2 separate regions of the Zea mays genome follow, and region 1 is linked to region 2. Evidence: chromatin contacts called from public Hi-C data. All regions are on one chromosome and are shown on one strand. The core of a region is the stretch at or near the end of the contact, and the rest is flanking DNA. Distances in the headings are between cores, read along the strand shown. Region 1 has its middle 50 kb from the start of LOC100193828. Region 2 holds the start of LOC103654203 (subtilisin-like protease SBT1.4).

The links. A called contact is a pair of places that touch in the nucleus more often than the background predicts.
Region 1: a contact with region 2 is called in a Hi-C map of ear, with 2.7 times the contacts expected there. The contact joins the enhancer-like site here to the promoter of LOC103654203 in region 2. A contact is called at or near these places in 3 of 25 Hi-C or Micro-C datasets (ear, leaf and tassel).

The regions. Positions count from the first base shown.
Region 1 is chr4:181,859,053-181,864,457 of Zm-B73-REFERENCE-NAM-5.0, forward strand. It overlaps the pseudogene LOC103654207. Among protein-coding and RNA genes, the nearest start is that of LOC100193828, 50 kb to the right of the region's middle. Within about 2 kb of position 1,354, at least 10 of the 20 cell types and tissues checked have an H3K27ac peak or open chromatin away from gene starts, as enhancers often do. A contact at or near this core is called in ear and leaf, where this site is marked.
Region 2 is chr4:181,703,719-181,708,976 of Zm-B73-REFERENCE-NAM-5.0, forward strand. LOC103654203 (subtilisin-like protease SBT1.4) reads right to left here and starts at 2,345. Exons shown (of 1, transcript XM_008681035.4): 1 at 1-2,345. The coding sequence starts at 2,104.

The DNA of each region.
Region 1 (5,405 bases), core at 104-2,603, 150 kb after region 2:
TTCGACGATATGGAAATACAGAGAACACGAAGCCGCTGATATAGACTCACAATCGTTATTAGCCGTTGAGGAGAACCATTAATCATGCTCCGTCGCTGTCCGTCCGCGCGCCGTTTTCTTCTCCCGTCAGAACCGGTGTCGCCGCCCCTATGTGGTCGTCGGCGGCGGAGGTGGAGTCCGGTGGCGATGTGGGCGGCAAGCTGGTGCACTTTGATGGGCCGCTGGCGTTCACGGCCGACGACCTGCTGTGCGCCACCGCCGAAATCATGGGGAAGAGCACCTACGGCACGGTACCCTGTGAGCGCGTCGAAGCCGTTGATGGGCGCGGCCGTCAGCTTGCGGAGGCGCCGGTGCTCGTCGTGCGGCATCGCCACGAACGACCGCGGCCCGACCAGCGCCACCGTCGCCTTGGGCCACCCCGTCACGAACGCGTCCTCGTCCATCAGCACCTGCTTGCACGCCTCCGCCGTCGTCATCAGCACCGTCAGGCTGCTGAACATGAAGCCTTGGTACACGCCCGTGCGAGTGCGACCGAACCTGCAATTAATGGTGCATCCAGGTCAGATGGTCTGGTTGCCTGTCTATCTGACTGTTCGTCTGTTTGATCAGCACAACTGATTAATGGTGATGAGCGAGCTCTTGCTTAATCTGCCTTAATAAGCTGTTTCAGTTCCAGACTTTGCAGCAGCCATTCAGGGCGGGCAAAGGCAAAAAACGACAGCATCCATCCATTGAGACTGCGAGGAGGAGCAAGCGAGTGAGCAACACGTATCATACATAGGCCCATCTGAACAGGAGGGTTCTTCGTACCACATAAATCTAGCTCAGAGAGAGAGATAGATAGATGTTCAGAACATCACGCACGGTGTTTAGTGTTTACTAGGAGCATCGAGCATGTATCCAGGAAAGGGAGACTGTCAAAGAAGGCGTCGGGCTTGCCGGACTTGAAGGCGCGGAGGAAGGCCCACATGCCGCCGACCAAGGGCCACCCCATCTCCCCCGGCGGCAGCCGCGCCGCCGCCTCCCTGTACCACCCGTGCGCCCTCCGCGCCGCGGCGTCCACCACCACCAAAGCCACGCCGCCGACCAGCACCACCTCAGCCGCCTCCCTGTACCACCAGTGCGCTCTCCTCGCAGCGGCATCCGCGAGCACCAACGCCACGGCCCCGAGCAGCACCGCCGCGGCCGTCCCTACACCCAGCATCCCGGCCGATTGAGGGGGTATGGATGGGAATGGAACGATGGACGATGCTGTTCGACCTGGAGCTGGTGCGCGACGCTGCCGCCGGGACGGCCGCGGACGAGCAGCTCATGGACACGCTGAAGCTCGCGCTGCACTGCGTCGACCCGGTGGAAGAGAAAAGAGAAAGGATGGAGACGAGTCACGGCGTTAGATGCAGCAGCTTAATAGCCCGTCTCTACGCATAAAAAGATTTTGAGTCTATTGATTTTTATAAATCTGTCGCGTTTTATAATGTCAAAAATCTCTTGTCCGGGCGCCGCAGCTTGGCGTGGAGTGATGGTCGCTTTCTCGCCGGATTTGGGAGCAAATCCAATTCAAGGGGGGACTAGACTTGGTAGCGGTACCGGACTGTGTTGAACAACGTGCTCTAAATTTTATTCCTAAAGGCTAGTTTGAAAAGCACATTTTTTTCCAAGGATTTTAATTTTTCTAAATAAAATTAATTCATTTTTTCTTGAAAAAATAGAAATCACATAGAAAAATAAAGTTCCTAAACTAACTCTAAAAAATATTCTTCGTCATTTACAGTACACTTTAAAAGATTATGTCATCTATATATATTCACCGTCTCCAACAATATCCTCTAAATTTAATCTTCTATATCTTATATTATATATTTTCTCAACAATATTAATATCAATTTTAGAACCCATATTTTTTAACAAAATATTGTCTATATAGCAAATCATTTTAAACATATATTAATAAATATGTCATTTTCATATCTTCATTGGCTTTCTTTTTTATCGGTCCTTGATGTTGTGCGGTAAAATATCCCCTTCTCTCCTTGCGTTGCTTTGCTTCCTATTGTCGGAGTGGTGACCTGCTGGTGCTGCCCCCAGTTGCTGGTCGTGTTGTGCAGCAGCAAGGTGGTGGAAGAGAGCATGGGGATTGAGGTTGTCATCAAGGCGGCGGAGATCGAGGATACCATTGCTCCCAAAGTTCCAGCGCTACGCCCATGGTTCAGTGTTTTGCAGGTGGCGCCGACGCAGGAAGGTACGCTGCTAGACCCGCCTAGCTCCGGGAACCTTTTCGCGACGGACTCGACTGCACTTGTCGGGCTCCAACCCGTGGCGTGGAATGCGCGAGGGGAAGCTTCCACCCCGGCGGCGCGGGAGGGAGAGAGAGTGACGTATCGCGAACTCCAAGAGGAACTCCACATTTAGGGCTAGTTTGGGAACCCTATTTTTCCAAGAGTTTTTTCCTTGAGAAATTGGAAATCTCACGGAAAAATGGGGTTGTCAAACTAGCCCTTAGAGTGTCAAACGACGCACGCTAATTTTACTGGTCTTGCATTGTTGGATAGATAAAGTAGCTCGGCACCCTCCAAATTTAGGGGCCAGAACTATATACCGCTCCTTGTTAGAGACAGTCTTAGTGCATGTACATCTTATCTTAGGGGTATCAAGAAGTTAAATGTAAAAAAAATAAGAGACAATATCTTGGTGAATAAATATCTCTAGCACGGTTCTCTAAATCTAGATACAATTCTACTAATACAACCCACGTGAAAGGGAATTAGGCTTACACCTAGTTCCTAAATAGTTTTGGTGGTTGAATCGCCCAACACAAACAATTGGACTAACTAGTTTGCTCTAGATTATATGTTCTACAGGTGCCAAAAGTTCATCTATAACTATACTAAATCGACTGTCCGGAATACCATAGATTATTCCGGACAGGAGAAGTTTTTTGGAAAAACAGGCCAAGCGCGGACCGTCCGGGCCCTTGCGGCGGACCGTCCGCAACACAAGAATGACCCTCGGACAGAACCAATGCAAAAACACAAGTTTCCACTACGGACTGTCCGAAAGAAAAGCAAAGACCGTCTGAGCCCTCGCGCGGACTGTCCGGCCTCAGGCGCGGACCGTCCGGTCGGTAAGAAACCGAAAAACCCGAAGGTGACGGGTTCAGAGAAATGAATTATAGGGGGCCTCGCGGACCGTCCGGGGTGCACGACCGGACCGTCCGCGACTGGCTCTGTCTGACATCTGACGACGCATTAAATGCAATATAGCCGTTGATATAGCCGTTACTGCTGACCGTTGCTTTTTCAGCCGTTGATCTACAGGGGCGGACCGTCCGGACCTGGCTCGCGGACCGTCCGCGCTCAGCAGAATGGCCCAACGGCTAGGAAGTGGTTGGTGGCTATAAATACAACCCCAACCACCTCCATTCAACACATCCAAGCATTCCAACCTTCAACATTCAATACAAGAGCTAGCAATCCATTCCAAGACACATTCAAAGCCTCCATCTCTCCAAGTTTCACAATTGGGAAAAGAGATCATTAGTGATTAGTGGCTTGAGAGAGAAAGTGATCCGTGTGTTATTTGTCGCTCTTGTCGCTTGGCTTTTGCAATCGTGCTTTCTTGATTCTTTCATTGCGATCATAACTCACTTGTAATTGAGGCAAGAGACACCAATCTTGTGGTGGTCCTTGTGGGAACTTTGTGTTCCAAGTGTTTGAGAAAAGAAAGCTCACTCGATCTGTGGATCGTTTGAGAGAGGGAAGGGTTGAAAGAGACCCGGCCTTTGTGGCCTCCTCAACGGGGAGTAGGTTTGCAAAAACCGAACCTCGGTAAAACAAATCTCCGTGTCTCACTTGCTTATTCGCTTGGGATTTGTTTTGCGCCCTCTCTCGCGGACTCATTTCTTTATTACTAACGCTAACCCCGGCTTGTAGTTGTGTTTATATTTGTAAATTTCAGTTTCGCCCTATTCACCCCCCCTCTAGGCGACTTTCAATTGGTATCAGAACCCGGTGCTTCATTAGAGCCTAACCGCTCGAAGTGATGTCGGGAGATCACGCCAAGAAGGAGATGGAGACCGGCGAAAAGCCCACTACAAGCAACGGGAGCACTTCATCGGAAGGGTCCCGCACCAAGAGGAGGGAGAAGAAGAAGATCTCCTCCAACAAAGGGAAGGAGAAGAAATCTTCTTCTCACCACAAAGAGAAGAAGGAAAAATCTTCTTCCCACAAGCCGCATCGAAGCGGAGACAAACAAAAGAGGATGAGGAAAGTGGTCTACTACGAGACCGACACTTCATCAACATCGACTTCCGGCTCCGACGCACCCTCCGTAACTTCTAAACGCCAAGAGCGTAAGAAGTTTAGTAAGATCCCCCTACACTACCCTCGCATTTCTAAACATGCACCTCTACTTTCCGTCCCATTAGGCAAACCACCAACTTTTGATGGTGAAGATTATGCTAGGTGGAGTGATTTAATGCGATTTCATCTAACCTCACTCCACAAAAGTATATGGGATGTTGTTGAGTTTGGTGCACAGGTACCATCGGTAGGGGATAAGGATTATGATGAGGATGAGGTGGCCCAAATCGAGCACTTCAACTCACAAGCAACAACAATACTCCTCGCCTCTTTAAGTAGAGAGGAGTATAACAAAGTTCAAGGGTTGAAGAGCGCCAAGGAGGTTTGGGATGTGCTCAAAACCGCACACGAAGGAGATGAGCTCACCAAGATCACCAAGCGGGAAACGATCGAGGGGGAGCTCGGTCGGTTCCGGCTTCGCAAAGGGGAGGAGCCACAACACATGTACAACCGGCTCAAGACCTTGGTGAACCAAGTGCGCAACCTCGGGAGCATAAAGTGGGATGACCATGAAGTGGTTAAGGTTATTCTAAGATCTCTTATTTTCCTTAACCCTACTCAAGTTCAATTAATTCGTGGTAATCCCAGATATACTAAAATGACCCCCGAGGAGGTAATCGGGCATTTTGTAAGTTTTGAGTGCATGATCGAAGGCTCAAGGAAGATCAACGAGCTTGATGATCCCTCCACATCCGAAGCTCAACCCGTCGCATTCAAGGCAACGGAGGACAAAAAGGAGGAGTCTACACCAAGTCGACAACCAATAGACGCCTCCAAGCTCGACAATGAGGAAATGGCGCTCGTCATCAAGAGCTTCCGCCAAATCCTCAAGCAAAGGAGAGGGAAAGACTACAAGTCCCGCTCCAAGAAGGTTTGCTACAAGTGTGGTAAGCCCGGTCATTTTATTGCTAAATGTCCTATATCAAGTGACAGTGACCAAGGCGACGACTAGAAGGGGAGAAGAAAGGAGAAGAAGAGGTACTACAAGAAGAAGGGCGGTGATGCCCATGTTTGTCGGGAGTGGGACTCCGACGAAAGCTCTAGCAA
Region 2 (5,258 bases), core at 1,095-3,594:
TGGCGTTGCTCCCGACGTTTCGTACGACGCGGCGCTGCGTGACCTCGTCGTCGCCGGAGCCGAACACCACCGAGAAGGCCGGGTAGTTGAGGTCGCCCACAGAGCCCGGGCGCGTCGAACAGTCGGTCACCGAGCCGTCACGCGTCAGGACGGCGATCTGCCTGGCCGTGTAGCCGAGCGCGCAGAGGAAGGAGACGTAGTCGTCAGTGCCGGCGTCGTACACCAGGCCTGGGTTGAGGGCGCGGTTGGGGTCCACGTGGCCGGCCCCGCGCACGAACGGCGTGGACGCCCCGCCGGTGGACATGTCCCTGATGACGTCCCCGGCGCTGTCGACGTTGAACGCGGTGGTCATCAGCGCGGACTTGATCGCGGCGGGGCTCCAGCCCGGGCGCGCCTGCCGGAGCATCGCGGCGATGCCGCTCACGTGAGGGCACGACATGGACGTGCCGGATATGATGTTGAACTTCACTCGCCTCGTGTCGCTGTCGAGCTCCGAGGGCGAGTTCTCGCCGGTCCACGCGGCCAGGATGTCCACCCCGGGGGCGGTCACGTCCGGCTTCAGGATCTCCGGTGCGAGGAGGTTTGGGCCGCGGCTGGAAAAGGATGCCATTCTCGGGGAAGACGGCGTCCCGCCGACGACGGTGCCGAGAAACACGATGGTCGCAACGGGGGACGCGCTGGTTCTGATGTACCTCTTGATCTTCTCGGCAACGGCGAACGTCACGGCCGTCGCTGGGTGGATGTGTGGGGTGGTGATGGGCTGCTCGCCGAACGCCTTTGCGCTGACGAGGATCGCTCCAGCTCCTCCGGCAAGCTTTACGGCTTCACCTTTAGCAGCTCGACCGTTAACGCCAGGGTCGCACACCACGATCTTGCCGGCGACCTTGCTGGCGATCAGTTTGCCAGCTTCACAGACGCTTGAGCCCACGTCACCTCCGTAGACTAGCGGGATCTTGCTTGGACCGAGCGGCGTGCCGGCATAGAGGGAAGTGCCGGCGAAGGTGTCGCCACTGCCGAGAACGACGTTCGCTGAGAACCGGCGGTTGACGGTTGACGCGCCCACCGTCAGGATCCATGGCGCGACGTTGACGGCGGTGAACTCGCCGGGGCCGGAGTTGCCCGCGGAGGCAGAGACGACGATGCCCCTGCGGACGGCGCTGAACGCTCCCACGGCCGTGCTGTCGCTGTAGAACGGGGGCGCCTGGCCGACGGCGCCGAGCGAGACGGAGAGGACGTTGACCCCGTCCTTGATGGCCTCGTCGAACGCCATGAGGATGTCCGAGGACGTGCACCCCCTCGCCCAGCACGCCTTGTAGGCAGCGATGCGGGCGCGCGGAGCCATGCCGATGGCTGTGCCTTTGGCGTAGTCGAAGAAGGCGGCGTTCGGCACGGCGGAGCCCGCTGCCGTGGACGAGGTGTGCGTGCCGTGGCCGTTGGTATCGAGCGGGGACCTGGAGTCCGTCTCGTCCACCGCGCCCCCGCCGTGCGCGGCCTCGTACCCCAGGCCAAAGAACTTGGCGCCGACGAGCTTGTTGTTGCAGTACGCGGAGGCGTTGAACGCCGGCGTCGAGACGCAGCGGCCGCGGAATGTGCTGGGCGGCGGCGGCAGCGACGGGTCCGCGGCGAAGGACGCGCGGTCCTTGGGGTACACGCCGGTGTCGATGACGCCGACCACGACGTCCGTGGCGCCGCCGGACGCCTGGAGCAGCCCCGACGAGTCCGAGAGGCGCAGGAACGACGGCGTCAGCGTGGTGTGCAGCTGCTGCGTCGCGTCGGGCACGACCGCGAGCACGGCGGAGCGCCGCGAGGCGAGGTGCGCGGCCTGGGCCCCCGTCAGCCGCGCCGCGAACCCCGTCGCGGCGTGCGCGTACGAGTAGAGCAGCCTCGGCGCCGGGCGCGCCACGCGCGCGGGGAGGTGCTCGCGCAGGAAGGAGCGGTACGCACCGGAGAGCGCGCGGGGGCGGGTCGCCCGCGGCGCGTGCGCCGGCGCGACATGCACAATGTACGTGGACACAGGCTCCTCCGCTTCGGACTCCATGGTCGCCACCGCCGCGGAGACAACGACGGCGGCGGCCAGCAGGGCGCATATAGCGAGCCTTGCCATCGGTGGCGTCTGGGTTTCACGTGCACGTGCACGTGCAGTGGGAGAGATGGATGTGTTGTGGGAGGGGATCCGTGGCGTGGTGGAATCGGCGGAAGGGGGCGCCAATAAGTAGGCGAGCTTGATCGGATTCGGACGAACTGCTCATGTGCCGGCTCGGCTTGTTGTCTGCACCACACCTTACGGAGGTTGGGGTCACTCACACCAACACGGCAAATAGGCGGAGGTTGGCATTAGCACGTTACTATCACTGAAGCACGACCTGCGCGCGATGCTTTAAAATTACAAAGCGCCTGGAAATGTCCCTACGCGTGTTGATTATATTACGACTATTTTAATGGATCTAGATACAAAATAGAATATATAGACGAATCTTTTAGTTGGAGTCATAACAATACATGATCATGACTCGTACTCTCTCAGTTCATAAATATATAACACTGTTAACATCTTTTAAAAACTTTAAATACTCGTCTTATTTAAAAAAATAATGAATTATCATTTATTTATTTTTTGATTTGTTTTATCATTTAAGTTAGTTTGTGCTTGACTTAAAATTTTATATTTTTGAAAGAGTATTTTGAATAGGACAAGTGGTCAAAGTTTTCGAAAAAAATCTGTATCATACATTTATGAACGGAGGTAGTAGTTACGTGAGGCACAAGGCCTAACAAAGTAGTTTCCTTTTCTAACAGCTCGTCAATCATATATTCCCTCCGTACGAAACTAAAATTCGATTTAGATTTTTAGTGGGTTCATACAACAATTAATGTATATGTTTTACATATGTGTCTAGATTCATCAACATCCATTTGAATATAAACATAAAAATAGGAAATAAAACTAATACTATTTTGAAACGGAGGAGGTATCACTAAGTTAAGATTATTCTTAAAATTTTGCATCTGTTATGTGTAAACAAAGTTTTCATGAATCCGTCAGCTATTTGATCTTTTGAAGCAATCAGTCAAATTTTCAACTGTTTTTGCTATTTTTCAGACATAAAGATAATCATTTTCAATATGTATAACTTGACCATGAAACATTGGATTTACAACAAGATATGTGGCTCCTAAATTATCACATCATAAGCATGGTTTATCATCTTCCATAATGCGAGGTTTCTTAAGATAGATTGCACCTAGAGAAATTTTGTAGTAGCATTAGTCATGTCTTTATATTAATCCTATGTACTTGACCTAGATACATTTTGGGATCCTAAGTGTGCCTTGGGGACGGCAGGCCACCCCAAAACATCTCTAGATGACACAAGACTGAAGAGAGGTGAAGAAATAGGTCGAGGAAAACTAATACTAGAGCTAAACTAAGCCTAGATTACTCATACTCCTAAGGAATATAAAGTACAATGCAAATAAGGTAAATTTGATAAGTATGTTTAGTTGGATCTATTGTGAGGGTTAATCGACCGTACCCATTTATTTATATATGGAAGAGGTCTAAACCTGCTAGAAATCGGTTCTCAAGTTAATTCCGCAGAGTTTATTAACAAATCCATCATAGAACCAGAAACTCTAAACGATTTTGCGCACGCGTGGACCATCCGCGCCTCCACGATAGACTGTTCAGATGCGGATCGTTCCACCTTAGGACTGGACCATCCGCACGGTCAAAAATGGTGATCAATAGTAAGCTTCACTGCTCCTATTGTATTTTAGTCTACTTGGTACCAGGATTATATAGCTTGTATTTATTCATCGAACAGGGACGCGTTAGTTTGGTGTATAAATGCGTCCGTATAAAATCGTATTACGCTCAATTTCTAAATGGCGCGACGACGCAGCCCTCTTGCATCACTATGACTTAATCAACAGCGACATCTCTCCAGGCCATGCATGTATCTGTATCTCCGTGGTCATCACAGCACATCACACGCAAGGGTCGGGACGGAAGCAAGTGCGTCCTTGTTGTCCGTTGCTGTACTCTTGTTCCGTATAAAACCCAAGTGGGCATGCAAAAACCGAATCTGTAGCGGACAAGGTAAACTATTAGGAGCACTAATAATGGTGGGGCCTGACATGGACTGTCGACCTGTGATTTAAAAGTTGAAACTTCGACGAAACATGGAGAGAACCCTAAGCTAAGAAAAAAAATACTCCCTTTTTGGTTCGTTTTTATTTATCACAGTTTATTTAAAAAATGAACTAGCGATCGATAAATATTCGATAATGTGATAATACAGAAGAAGAAGAAGAATGAAGGAGATGTTTCTCAAATGAATAATCTACTTAAACGAGCCGGCCAAATGTCGACTTGATATGGTTACTCTTTAATAATTACTCCGTCAAAAAGAAAAACTATTCAATGGTTTCCACGCTTTCCTTTCGGGGTTCTCTTAGGGTTCCCGATCGATGAAGCAGGCCAGGCCAAGATGCATGGCCTCGTCTTCTTCAGGACGACAAGACCCAGGTCGCCAAATGTGGGCTCTCGCAACGTGATTCCTTCCCTATTGACTTGCGTGCACTATTGCATTGCATTACTTGATGGTGTACAACACGGGGGGGGGGGGGGGCTCTTGTCCTCATTACTTTTGATCATTAGCGTTTGGTCATAGGATACCTCTAAATTCTTGTTGGTCATCGCCCACTCTAGTGAAATTTATCCCTTTGTCTACGTTGTGATCTGCACAAACCTACGACGCACCTGTCAAGAACTACGCTAACAGAAGTTCCAGCTTGTCTTCTTTGGGGGATATGTCTGCTATTTTTTTTAATAAATATTTTGCAATTTGCAACCTTTGCTCCTGGCTTTATCTGCTAATATATCACTCTTACGTTGAATGGAACTAGTAGAAACTCTGGGTTCCGGTGGTGGAGTTTGATGTCTGGCCCATCTCAATGCCAACATTCACCTCTGGAGGATGAAGAATTAGAGGCAATGGTAGTTTGTTGGTAGTCAGAGCAATGAAATGAAATCCAGCTGTCGTTTGGACTAAAGCCAGCTATTTGGCCAGATCTCTGCCAGTCTAGCTTCCTGCCCAACCATTATCATGGCATCTATGGGAATGACTTGATTGTATTGCATAGAGGTGGTTGTTACATATATAAACATATAACCCTAACACTATTGGACCGACAGCCCAACGTGGTGTCGGCCTATACACAAAGTCTAACATCCACCGCAGTCGCAACAGGGCCAC